2 separate regions of the Bos taurus genome follow, and region 2 is linked to region 1. Evidence: chromatin contacts called from public Hi-C data. All regions are on one chromosome and are shown on one strand. Each heading gives the region's core, a stretch centred on a gene start, on an enhancer-like site or on the middle of the called end of the contact. The rest is flanking DNA. Distances are from core to core; before and after follow the strand shown. Region 1 holds the start of COX18 (cytochrome c oxidase assembly factor COX18). Region 2 holds the start of ANKRD17 (ankyrin repeat domain 17).

Region 1 (6,694 bases), core at 2,942-5,441:
TTATTATTTTTTTTTTTTGCTTTTTCTTTAGAATACAAGACAGTGTTAGAGAACTTGCTTGGGGGAATTACTTTCAATAGTAACTACCTTCTGAATGTGCTGCCCCTGTGCTAAAGTTTCGGAGAGCGACAGACATGAAGATCCACATTGGAAGCTGAATCCAGACCAGCACAGTGGCTTTGAAGGGGTGGCAGTTATCCCGAACATAGAGCTCTGAAACAAGCCTCCGCATAGTCTTTAGGTAAGTGAGCCTAGTTTGAGGGAAGAGGGAAAAAGGGAAAGGAGAAAACATCATTTGGATACTAGCTGTGCTTCATCCCTACAGGATAAACACACCTATACTATGGTTACTGGCTAAAGGATTTATGCAGGATTTTTGACTGTCAGAAGCTATACCAAAGTGAAGTGAAAGTCGCTCAGTAGTGTCTGACTCTTTGCAACCCCATGGACTACATACTCCATGGAATTTTCCAGGCCAGAATACTGGAGTGGGTAGCCCTTCCCATCTCCAGGAGATCTTCCCAACCAAGGGACAGAACCCAGGTCTCCCGTATTGCAGATGGATTCTTTACCAGCTGAGCCACCAGGGAAGCCCAAGAATATTGGAATGAGTAGCCTAGCCCTTCTCCAGCAGATCTTCCTGACCCATGAATTGAACCGGCATCTCCTGCATTGCAGACTGATTCTTTATCAACTGAGCTAAAAGGGAAGCCCCTAAGCTACACCAAGTGGTTGCCGAAAAAAAAGGAAAATAAAACCTTTTACTCAAAGTTTGTTCACAATGTAAGCAAATTACATAACAATTTGAGAAATCCGCCACTGTCAAACTTCAGGCTTTATTTCTGGAGGTCTTAGGCAAACTAGGCTTTAACAAAGGAAATTTCACTACTAACATGGTATGACCAAAATTTGAATCAGAAATACTAGAGGTTAAAGCACATTTTACTCAAATTTCTCCACTCCAGCCAAATTCAATCACCTGATCCCTGAACATACCTTTCAGAGCAATGTGGTTTTGTACCATGTATGCTCCTGACCTGTCTAAACAATCTCCATTCTTCAATCAACTCTTTCATAAAGATTTTCTTACTGCTTCTCTGTTAACCATATTAGTTACTCCTCTGTTGTTTTTGTTGCTGTTTTCAACTCCTGTTCTTACGTCCCACTTGCTAGACTACAATATTGGATGGGTCTTCATCTTTAAATCTCTTGTGGCATGTTTTGTACAAGGTAGGTTTTCAATAGGTTTGCAGAATTTAATCAAATTATAATGCACTGAATTAAGACAGTACACAGAGACATTCCAGGCTCCTTGTAATTCAGTCTTCGCCCACTCTTTCAACATTATTTCCTGTTACTCTTTTTCTTGTCCCTTGAATGACCTGGGTCATCCAACAACTCAGACTTTCACATCAGCATGCCCTGGAAGTTATTACATCATCTTTGAAGACTGTCCACTTTCCTGGCTGTTTGTTCACCTGACAAACTCCTTTTCATTCTTCAAAACCCAGTTAAACTGACAATACAGGAAACCCGCAGATAATGTCTTCCTCTAGAAAGTCATTCATCTGTGTAAGGATGTGTCCGGACAATCATCCTGCCAGGGATGCATAAGTACGGTAGCACAGTCTTACCTAGGCTGTATTTATAACCATGTGAGCAGCTACTAATGTGTTCTTCTGGTCTAGAGCTGTAGCCCTTAGACTTCCTTGATCAGTAGAACTTCAAAACTATAGGTTTACCAACTTTTTATCAAGTAAAGACATTAAGCTATAAGAATGATTTTTTTAAAATGGCAGGTCTTTTTAACACTAAAGAGGGACTCAATTTCATATTGTAGATAGGTGGCAAATTTATACCTATATAGATAAAAATATATGGATAGGGCCTTCCCTGGTGGCTCAAATGGTAAAGAATCTGCCTGTAATGTGGGAGACTTGGGTGTGATCCCTGGGTGGGGAAGATACCCTGGAGAAGGAACTGGCAATCCACTCCAGTATTCTTACCTGGAGAATTCCAGAGACAGAGGAGCCTGGCAGGCTAGAGTCTCTGGGGTCATAAAGAGTTGGACATGACTGACTAATACACACATATACCCATATATATACACATTACATATTCATACTAAAACACCCTTATTTTTCTCATTGCTGTGAGATGCTGAACACTTTGTCAGCATCTCACAAAAATTCTTAGTGGATGGCTGCCCACATGGAACTACAACATGGTCAAGCACCCTTAGGCAAGGGCTCTCAAAGAGCTCAGGGAGACAGCAACACAGGATAACTACAGCAGAGTAACAACTCCTGGCCTACCCAGTTGCTTTTACCATGGCATTTATATTTTCTGTCTCCTCATTCTTTTGGGCAGCTACCTGCTCTATGCTGTCAAAAGGTTAAGTTTGTAAATAACTTGTATCTTTTGTTGACTAAAATCTCAACAAAGTGGCACAGTATCTGTATCCTGTGAAGCCTTCCCTAACTTTCCATGATGACCTAACTCCTTGTACATAATCTTTTTTAGTTACTTAATCCAGTCATTATTTGTTTACACATCTGTCTTTTTCAGTAGTCTGGAGTCCTTTAAGATCAAGGAACTCTGCTTTGTCTCTTTTTTTGCTTTCAGTCCAGTATATAAACCTATCACGCCACAAAAACTTTTTAAAATATTAAAAAGTAAAAAGAACAACTTTGCTGCTAAAGCTACAGAATACCACACCCTGTAAAAAAGACATGCTGCTGCTGCTGCTGCTGCTAAGTAGCTTCAGTCGTGTCCGACTCTTTGCGACCCCATAGATGGCCTCCTACCAGGCTCTTCTGTCTCTGGGATTCTCCAGGCAAGAACACTGGAGTGGATTGCCATTTCCTTCTCCAATGCATGAAAGTGAAAAGTGAAAGTGAAGTTGCTCAGTCGTGTCAGACTCTTAGCAACCTCATGGACTGCAGCCTACCAGGCTCCTCCGTCCATGGGATTTTCCAGGCAAGAGTACTGGAGTGGGGTGACATTGCCTTCTCCTGTAATAAAGACATACATACATACATATTTTTTTCATGGTCTTATATGCAGAGAATTAGCTTACCTGGCAACTCTCTTGGACCATCCCAACTGATGTGCACGAACTGCAACTTCTTGGTTAAGATGTCGTGCAATGTTTTTTATTTCTGGCTGCAAATTTTCCACCTAGCTAAAGAAAAAGTAGACTTTGTTATGAGCACATTAAAGATCTGTATTCATAACCATTCATAAGTTTACTCTCTATTCCCTAAACTCATTTAAAAACATGTGGTTTACTGGTTGTGTCAAGAAACTCGAAGATTTCTCACAAGATGTTAATTTATGATATCCTCAATTGCAATCAAATTAAAATTCCAACTTATACACTTAGCAGTGTGATGTTGGGCAAATTATTCAACCTCTAAAGTCTTGTTCCCTCTTATATAAAATGTATAACAGCACCTACTTCACAGGGTTATTTTAAGGATTAAATAAGCCCTACACTCCACACTTTTAATGTTTCAATCCGTGGGTTTTCCAGTAATATAAACTGAAGAAACGGTAGTCTATTAAGTGTCTTTAATATGCTCTTTGTAGCTACAGAGCCATAAGAGAATCTGCATTTACTTCTGCCTGTGTTAATTCCTTTTTGTAAGCTTACTGCCTTAGAGGTGCTGATGATTAACAGTAAGTACTCCGGAAGTATCTGGGGATCTTAAGCCCCAGGTGAGACTTTGACCCTCCTCACCACGGAAGTGGGTACACACGGTCCACGCGCGGCTCGGCACCCCTCACCTTGGCCAGGATGTAGTGCTGGTAGGCAGCCAGGGGTAGTGTGACGGCCCCGCGCAGGACCACGGTGGTGAGGAGAATGCTGCCCCACCAGGGCAGGCCCGAGGCGGTGTGGGCGAAGAGCAGCACGTCCTCTGCGCCCTGCACCGGCGCCGAGGTAGCCAAGGCCTCGTACCAGCCTCCCGCGCCGCTCAGGCCAACTGCGGAGACCGATGCCACCGCCCACACTGGCAGAGCAGAGCTCTTGGCGCCGCCTGCTGGGGCCCGTGCGAGCAATGGGTCCAGGACACGGACCTGCAGGGCAGGCCGGGGCCGCAGCCACCTAACGCTGAGCCGGCACAGCATCTCCGCGCCAGAGTTGGGTCCGAAACGCCGGCCTCACAGACCACGCGCGCTCGCACCGCTCCGCCTAGGCCGCTACGCGCATGCGCCGGCAACCCCGGCGTAAAGTGGGCGTGAGTTCGCGGGTGGCCACAATTGACCTTCCCGGTCAAGCCAGTGACGTATTGAGTCGCACTAGAGATGACGCACGAGGCAGAAATGTCCCACCTTTCTCACGCGGCCCCTAGCAAGCCTACTGCGCAGACACGAAACTTTCGCGCTGCTGTGGTGGAGCTCCTCGAGCCTAGACCGGAATTGTAGTGTTGCGGGTGGGACTTGGTGCCCGGAGCCCGGCGAGGCGTTCTCTAGGAAGCTCTCGTCCTGTAAATTCTGTCTTCGGCATATACCTTTCCGTTCTTTTTGACTTAATCATGTCATGGTTTAAACTTTGTGGGTGCTTTTTGTGATCAGAAGGTAGCCCCCCACGTTTTTATGTGCACCCCGATTGCTTCCGCTAGGGATTGAGATAGATTATACTCAATCTATCTTGAACGCGTTGCTGAAATGCCAGTTTGGAGAGGCGTGAGTTTCTGTGTTGTTAAAATCAAGTCTTTATGCTCTAAGCATACTTTAGTCTGTGGTATAAATTATTTAATTGCCTCATCTGTCCTAATAAGCATTTTCAGAACCAGTTTTAGTGTTTCATCTTTCATTATAAAGGGCAGTAAAGTTTATTAAGAATAAAGAACCATCTCCTGAGTTAAGGGGAGTTATCACTGGCAGCACGGTGACTTCTTTATTGGGGCTTAACATCGTGTATAAACTTTCAGGAGCCTGAACAGCAACATCAGCTGTCTTCTGTTTAAAAGGAGCAGGCTAAAATGTACATGGACTAGTTTTTAGCTTTGTGTTCCTGGGAACACAATGGGATGACATGGAGTTTCTTAACATAATGATCATCCCTAGACCTAAAGGCCAAATTGTGTTGAGGAACAAAATCATTGATTAAAACGAAGGTGCCAGCCAATATTGGGGTAATGTCAAACTGGAGCTACTGTTCTTGCTTCACTGTGCACCTACCCAGGGGTACCAGATGTTTTCTCTGGGTTCAGGAAGTGATCTTCCTTCAAATTACATGATTAAATCCATTCATGAAATTTTATATGTTAACACACACATCCCAACATATGTTATAGAATTTCTTTTCCTCAAGTAAAAGCCTGTATCACTGTCTCCCTATCTGTTTGTCAAGTTAAAACAAGCAACCTATTGGTACCGACTACTGGTTTAAAGTGGAAAAGAATTTTACATGGAATTATCTTGGCCTGAAGGTTGAGGGAGCAAAGGAACAACTTCTATGCTGCTGCACTCCTCTCGTTGCAGAGACCTGATAACATTAGGAGTTGGACTTTCCACAGCGTCATTTAAGCCTAAGGACTGTGACCTTTTGATATGTAGGAGAAAAGGAGTTGATGAAAGGAAAAAGATCCTAAAATGAAAACTCCACGTTTATGCATTCACTATTCAGATAATTTAAATCAAGAATTTTTAAGCTATTCATCAAATTCCTAAGACTTCCTTCTGTGGATTTGTATTCAGGAGTCAGGGCTGGAACTTCTTCAATGAGTGTAGGCTCACCTTTTGTGCTACATTTTGGGGTCACAGATTATAGTCTCATTTAAAAATGTTCCACTGCTTTAAGTTTGACTATTGTGATCTAAATACAATTTATGAATATTTAACCTAATTTCATATACTTAAAACATACTGATTACAATTTGGTTAATGGAGATGATCAGGACTGGCTATCTACTTGGTATAGAATGTAGGGAGAAGTATTTGTCAATTACAAAGCCCAATGCAAATACAAAGTGTATATGTATGTACTGGTAACAAACATTGTGATACTCTGAGTATTTTGAGTGGAAAAGTATACTACAGAGTGACTATACAAATATTGGGCAAACCAGCTGAAATGATGCCAACCCTAATACTTTGCAAATGGATATATTATGTTTAAAAAGTTCATTTAAAAAACATTTTTAACATTTCTAAAAAGTTCAACTACTTATTAGCTCATTCCTTTTTATTCATACTACATCACATAGCTAACTTTTTTCTTAATTTTATTTAAAGCTCCTGAAAAACAAAGACTATATATTTACTGTCAGAAGTTTCTGAAATTCTTATTCATCACTGTGCTGAACACAGGAATGGAGGTCAAATGTGAATATAGGCTATTATATATATATATATATAGACTGTCTATATGTACAGTCATTTAAATTTCTCTCTTCCCAAATACACCTTCTCAAGTGTTTACCAAAAGAAACTTTAAAGGATATTTTCATGAGCAACTTAAAGTGATCCCTTGGAATCACATTTCTTTTTCCTATTAATGCACTGCTTTTAAAATCAAAGTTACCTAATGTAGTATTAGCTTTTTTTCTCATTAAAAAAAAATTCTCTTGAATTATCATTGACTTTTAAGTACTAAGTATACGATATTGGCTTTTACTTTCAAAAGTGGGAACTGATTTCAAGGTAGAAGTCTAATATGAAACCTCTTATGACCCATGTATTAGTC
Region 2 (6,694 bases), core at 2,741-5,240, 170 kb after region 1:
GAGGAACCTGGCATTTTTCTATGAAAAAACTAACAACAAAAAAAAAGATTTGGAATTGAACTTGAGGAAACGTAATCTACTTCTGAAACAACCCTAGGTCTTTGATGTCTGTCTATAAACAGATGCTCCCTGGCCTTGCAAATCCTTTCAAAAGTGAATGAATAAGTTAAGTCCTAACTTATTTACTGGGCTCCCTTTGTATGAAATAGCTTCACTAGGTTTGTTACTTAAATTTAAAACCTCAAATTACCTACCAAATATAGATGGAATTCTGATCAACTCCTACTGTATTAAATTTTATGCATCTTTAACAAAAATGTTAACTTTTGAACATGAGTTCTACCTTTAATAGCAAGCTATTAAAGGCATCAGTGTCTGCTTTAGCAAACACTGATGCCATTCAATTACATTTAAAAATAGGTTCAACAGAATGTAATGTTGTTTATGAAATGGAGTATCAACTCCTGCAATTTCCGTATTTTTTTCTTACACTATTCAAATTAAACTATTTAATTCATTTAATCCACTAGTCAGTAAAGAAGTGCATCAGAGTTTTTATGTTAGGAAATACATTTCCATCTATTTTCCATATTGGTCAGTCACTCATTGAAAGCTGAGAGAATTATTATAATTTTCAATTTTTGATCTAAGGTTTTGCATCAGATTGGGGAGGTGGGTAAAGGAATATCTGAAGTTGCACAAATTATCTGCAACATGGTTATCCTATTCTGAAATACTGAAGAGAAAATCCAATTCTCAATAACCTACACTAACATTTAGAAAAAGTTAGATTCTTTTTCTTAAACATTCAAATAAAGCTTTTATTTAAATTGAATCTCCTTTCCTTCCAATGTTCCCTCTTTCAGAAAATATACAAAATATCCTGCTAGCATTTCATCAAAGTACACATAGATATTTTTTGTTATATTACCCTCCACTTTTTCAAGTTAAATAACTGCAAAACCATAACCTTTTGATGATTTTTATCTGAAGGAGAATCTCAAAGATGCAATCCATATTTTTCATCGTGTAGCAATAACAGGATGACTTAGAGAAAGGACTTAAGTACAACTATCAGCCATTAAGATTTCCTAGCTTTGTAAAGTTAAAGTTCTGCTGACATGTCGATAAAATGGTAGTAAAACGAAAAACACTGCGCAACTCATCCATTTAGCTTATAGAGTACAGATAAATAAATAAAGCTAATCAAGGATGGAGGCAGGTGCAGAGACATACCGTACTTCTCTTTGCTTATCCTTCATCATGTACCTATATAGACTTATTTTTAATAGTTGTGCTTTCTTCCACTTATTTTTCCTGACTCATCTCCATAACAAATGACAAACCCATTGTTTATACTGCTGGACAGAAGACAGAATAAAGCATATTAAAAATAAAGAAAACACTTCTCTAACTGATCAGTCAACATATATCACTATCTTCCAAGGAAAACCAAACCCAACTTACAAAACTAACACCACTATAAGCTTGAGCCTATTCTACATGATTTAATGAATTACTAAGTTTTGCTTATTAAGCCAAATTCCAATGGACAGAACTATCTAGATATGTAAAGTTTAGAGACAAATAATATTTCAGTAAGTACTGCACTCAACTTGATATTAAGTTCCAAACCAGAGCTTGACATTTTGTTAGAGAATTTAAAATTTTAATAAAATATGGGTATTTTGCACAAGCTGTTTGACTGTGTTGGCTTGCAACGGACTGCCTATTTTTTGAAAGAGGTCAGGAGGGGGATACAGGGACTAAACTGTCATGAAAAGTATACTGGTCTGAATCATCACAAAACTTTGATTTCCACTTTTGTTGCTACCATCACTGTCAGTTGCCTCTAAAAAAAAAAAAAAAAATGTTATCCTCATTTTTAAAATAAGAAGGTTGGATGAGATTATTTCTAAAATGTTTTCTCGTCTCTGTAAAAATAATGCAATTGAAGAGTTCTAACTACCATAACAGATTTTACTGGAAATAAGGATCCTGTTCCATCCTTTTTTCACTGTTTCATATGCAAGTTGAGCTATACACTATTCTGAAACATTCAACTAGGTCAATACAAAATCTATCAATACAAACCTACCCTTAGAATTCAGTAGGCTAAACAGGAATAGTAGCAAGTGCCCATTTTTTTGGTATACATACTTCCAACGATTACATCTCTTCAGATATAACTTCATTCAGTTTGAGGTAAAAGAGAATCTATTCTTCTACTAATAGACAAGTCTCAAATTCTTCAAAAGGTTATTTCTTTATTTGAAATTAGGGAACCCAACTTCCAATAATGCAATTTTCAAAAAATTGTATCAAAATAAGCCTTGTATCAAAATAAGCTATTTGTGGAAGAGAATAAATGGCAAGTGGTACTTTTATATAATTTAGTTGTTCTCTCTTATAACTAAATTTATAATCAGCCTTTAAAAAGCGGTTTTCCTTCTGTTGCCTTAAGTTACAACTTCTTTCTTCAGATCGAGATTTTCTAGCTTCCATTTCAGGAAGCAGACAAGAGAGTTACAAAAGACCTGCTAACTAGTAAGGCCAACTCTTAGCTTGTTCTCAGTATGATATGTTTTACTGAGCTTTTGGTTAAATGCCTTCTTTGAAGAATGAGGGCCTGCAACGCCGCCTGTCTGTGAACCCAGGAAAAATTATAAACAGTTATGAAACCAGATCACTAGGACAGACCAAGAGGCCTTCTTCCTATTCCAACTCACCACAACCAAGCCTGGCTCCCAAGCAGCCTCTTAGGCTGCTCCACATTCTGTGAAAAGCAACAGGGCCTAGCTTAATTCTTCCTCACCAAGGAAGCATTTGAAAATGTATGAGTATGTACATGTAAGGATCAAATACATTTTTCATCCACTGAGTCATATATCAATGTAAATGGATATAAGATCCGTTCATCCAAAATCTTTGAGAGATCGAGGAAGTGAAGGTGACTTCAGCAGCCACAATTATGGGGGGGGGGGTGGGGGGTGGAGGGGCGGTGGGAACCTGCAGCAGAACAGTATGGAAAAGTACAGCTTCTCACGTGTCTCTCACATACACAAACACTGAGCTCTCAGTCCATTACAAGCTTGCCTCCCCCTCAAACTGCTCCCCTCCACCTCACTAGTGGGAGAAATCTACCAACCTCCTAATCGTTCCCCAAGAGACTCTCCTACCTATTATCTTACCCCTCCCGCTTTGGTCCCGCCCCCGCCCCAGGAGTAACAGGGCCCTACTGGCCTGAGGCCGACCCCGCCGAGTGTGCACACAGTGAATCTAACCAATTCCTTCCACCCCTAACCGTGTGAACCATGCCAGGGTAACGTGCTGTGCAGCAACTCTGTGGACTCTGCGGTCCTCCCACCCCCACGTGTCAGCTACCCTCCCCCACATGTCCACACCTCACGATTTCGGCCCGGGAAAGAAAGCGAGCGGTGTAAAGCCTAGCCCCGAAGACAGATCAAGCCCACAGGAATCTGTCCCCTCGCAAGTCCCCTCCCACCTTTGGCCCCGACCCTTTACACTCCCTTCCTCCCTTCTTCCTTTGAAAGCAGGCCCTTGCCTCAGAAACCTCTTCTTCCTCGTCGTCGTCGTCCTCTTCTTCCTCGCTGTTGTTGCTGCTGGTGCCGCCGCCACCTCCTCCTCCGCCGCCGCCGCCGCCTCCACCGCCGCCGCTGTTGTCGCTGTCGCTGCTGCTTTCGCTGCTGCTGGGGGGTCGGCAAGTCCGGTTACGCTTGGCCTTGTGGTGCTGCTGCTGCGGCGGCTTCTTCTTCAAGAGCAGGTCGCAGACTCGCACCATCCCACGAGGAGACGAGGCCGAGCGAGCCCCGCTGCCGCCGCCAATGCTGCTGCCGACCTCCGCGGCTGCCGCCGCCGCCGCCGCCGCCGCCGCCGCGGGGGGGCCCGCCACCGCCGCCACCGCCGGGGGGCTCCCTTCTCCCTCAGCCGCCGCCGCTGCCGCCGCCACCGGAACCGTCGCCTTCTCCATCTCCGGGGAAAGAGGGAGGGCGCGGACGGGGGAGGGGCGTGGGGGCTACGCTCTACCGCGACTTCGGCCGCACCGGGGCCGACACAGCGTTCGGTGCCGCCTTCGCCGCCACCGCCTCGGTCACCTCTACTGCCGCCGCCGCCGCCGCCGCTCCGCCAGCTCTCACCTCGTCTCGCGATACTAAGGGCGGGGAGCCTGACGATGGGAGGGAGGGAGAGGGAGGGAGCGTGAGGGAGCAAGCTGGGGGTGGGGGAAGCGAAGAGGGAGACCCGGGTGCCCGGAGATCTAGCAGAGGGGAGACTACCGAGAATCGGGGGAAGTGTGCCTAGGGCGACTTCCGATGGGGGGTACGGCGGGGACAGAGGAGGGCCGCGGTGACTGCCGTAGCGCCCGCTAGCACCCGGATCGCTTCTCTTTCCTCGCTATTTCCCCCACACACAGCCCTTCAGACCTCCCTTCTTCCTTCCTCGCTGGTGTCTAGAACGCAGCTGCAGGCGGAAGTACAAGTGACGCCATCAGCCGTCGCCTGAGTGGTGGCGCGCGGGTGGCCGAAAGACGAAAGTGAGACTTAGAGGGCCGGGTCTCCGGCCTTCGCGAGCGGGCGGTGCTGCGGTGCATGGGGCGGGCGGCTGAGCGGGAGGGCTGGAGCGGAGCAGCCCGGGCCGGGTGGGAGCGGGTACGGAAGCTCGGGCCAGACGCTTTGTTAGCAGGAGGCCCGGACAGCCTGATCCGGAAGGTGGGGCCTGGTTCTGGACTGCCGTACGTAGTTTCGTTCCTGGCCATTTTTTCCACCGCCAAATGGTGAGTTAGGGCTTTGGATCTTGAGAGCTGGCGTAGTATAAAGGAAAGAGCCCCTTTTGCCTCAGTTTGAGTCTTGGATCATAGACTTCCTGAAACTGAGTTTACACTTGTGTTAACCAACATAAGGAGTTCGATTAGGTGATGTCTGAGATCACTGCAACTCTATAAAGTTTCCTCTAAAGGGCTGAAGACAGGAGAAGGAAGCAGGATCTGTGTCTGACTTTGCAGACGTTTTAGTGAATGACCCCGATTTAGTCCTTCCGCTCCATCACCTCGGCTTTTCACTTCTCTGTGAAGTAAGCATCATAAGTAATCATCCTTGTCTGTGGATCTCTTGGAAGGAATATTGTGATAGGGGTTGTGAGTTCATTTGTGGATGTCTGAAGAACTTGGAGGACTTTTGAAATAATAGCGTAGCTTATTGAACTCAATTATCCCTTTCAGGTTCAATAAGGGCACAGCAGCATAAGGAAAATGAAGGAAATATCAAAGACAGATGTACTGGCACAAGATAAAAAGTATGCCTCAGCTGACATAGTTGCCATTTTAAGACTGCTAAGTTTAGCTGAATGTGCCTGAATTTTTTTAGCATTTTTTTTTTCTTTTTAGCATTGGCATACCATATGAAATGTGGGCAGTTGCCAGTAGTCTGCAGAGTACTATGGCAGAATTGGCAATGACTGAATCGATTCATTCAAGAAAAAATTCATCATGTGCCTACTATGTGCATAGTTTCTAAAATCTAAGTCTCTGCTTCCAGGGGCTTTGCAGTGAAATAAGTGTTATAGTAAATACACAGAGAGTGCTAGCCATCTGCCTGTTCCTCTTGTACAGTGGTTGCTAAGTGCAGAACAGTATTGTGCAGCTAAGGTGCTCAGTCGTGTCTGACTCTTTGCGACCCCATGGACTGTAGCTCACCAGGCTCCTCTGTCCATGAGGATTCTCCATGCAAGAACACTGGGGTGGGTTGCCATGCCCTCCTCCAGGGGATCTTCCCAACCCAGGGATCGAGGTCTCCCGCATTACAGCTGTATTCTTTACCTTCTGAGCACCAGGGAAGCCCAGAACATTGTATATCTTAACACTACAGATTTAAGTCATAACCTCAGGTGGATTCCTCCCTCCTACTTGTATATTCTGAAGCACCTTTTTCATCCTACCCACTAGAATACTTTTGCAGTCTTTAAATCCCAGCCACATAGAATTATGTAACTTGAGCAAGCTTCACAAGAAGGCTGATGCTATTCGACAAAAATGCCTTCAATTTGCCAAATGCTAGAAACTTAGGTACTTAACAAATCTTTCCTTTCCTCCAATATCAGTGGAATGACACACTCCCTGCTCTTACATAAGATGAATTGTCCATCTGTTCTCTAGTTCCAATCCCGTATTTCTCTTTTATCTTTTCTGTCTTCAGGCTTCTACAATTGTCCTTCCACTCTATCTCCTTTCCTCCACAACCAAGCTTTAAAAAGTACTCTACGTTCAGTGTCTCTTTTTATTATCTGAATCTCATTTATTAACTCTCTGCAGTCTAATTTCTGCATCTATCACACTATCAAAAATACTCTAATCCCATTATTTAGAAGAAAATGAATTCTTATCTTTTATATAATAAGGAAATAATTTATTGGAACTTGTAGAATAAGATTGAACCTACTGAAATGGACAAAGCCTCTGGAGTGACTTTCTATTATTTTTATCTAGCATTTTTTTTTTCCTTTTAGAACCTTGTAGCAGAGTCATTCATGAAACTTATTTATTCTTGGAGATACAGCTAGACTAATTATCCCAACTTCCCTTTAGTTAGTTGTGGTCTTGTAATTGACTTTTAGCCTGTGAAATGTAAGTGGAAGTGATGTGCTCATTTCCAGGCTTAATGAAGTCCTTGCATCCTCACTC

The links. A called contact is a pair of places that touch in the nucleus more often than the background predicts.
Region 2: a contact with region 1 is called in a Hi-C map of liver, with 3 times the contacts expected there. The contact joins the promoter of ANKRD17 here to the promoter of COX18 in region 1. A contact is called at or near these places in 3 of 11 Hi-C or Micro-C datasets (liver, skeletal muscle and an unstated tissue).

The regions. Positions count from the first base shown.
Region 1 is chr6:88,180,654-88,187,347 of ARS-UCD2.0, forward strand. It overlaps COX18 (cytochrome c oxidase assembly factor COX18), which reads right to left and starts at 4,192. Exons shown (of 3, transcript NM_001082437.2): 1 at 3,790-4,192; 2 at 3,080-3,180; 3 at 30-251. The coding sequence starts at 4,131. The coding sequence ends at 74.
Region 2 is chr6:88,351,001-88,357,694 of ARS-UCD2.0, forward strand. ANKRD17 (ankyrin repeat domain 17) reads right to left here and starts at 3,991. Exons shown (of 34, transcript NM_001192181.2): 1 at 3,566-3,991. The coding sequence starts at 3,991.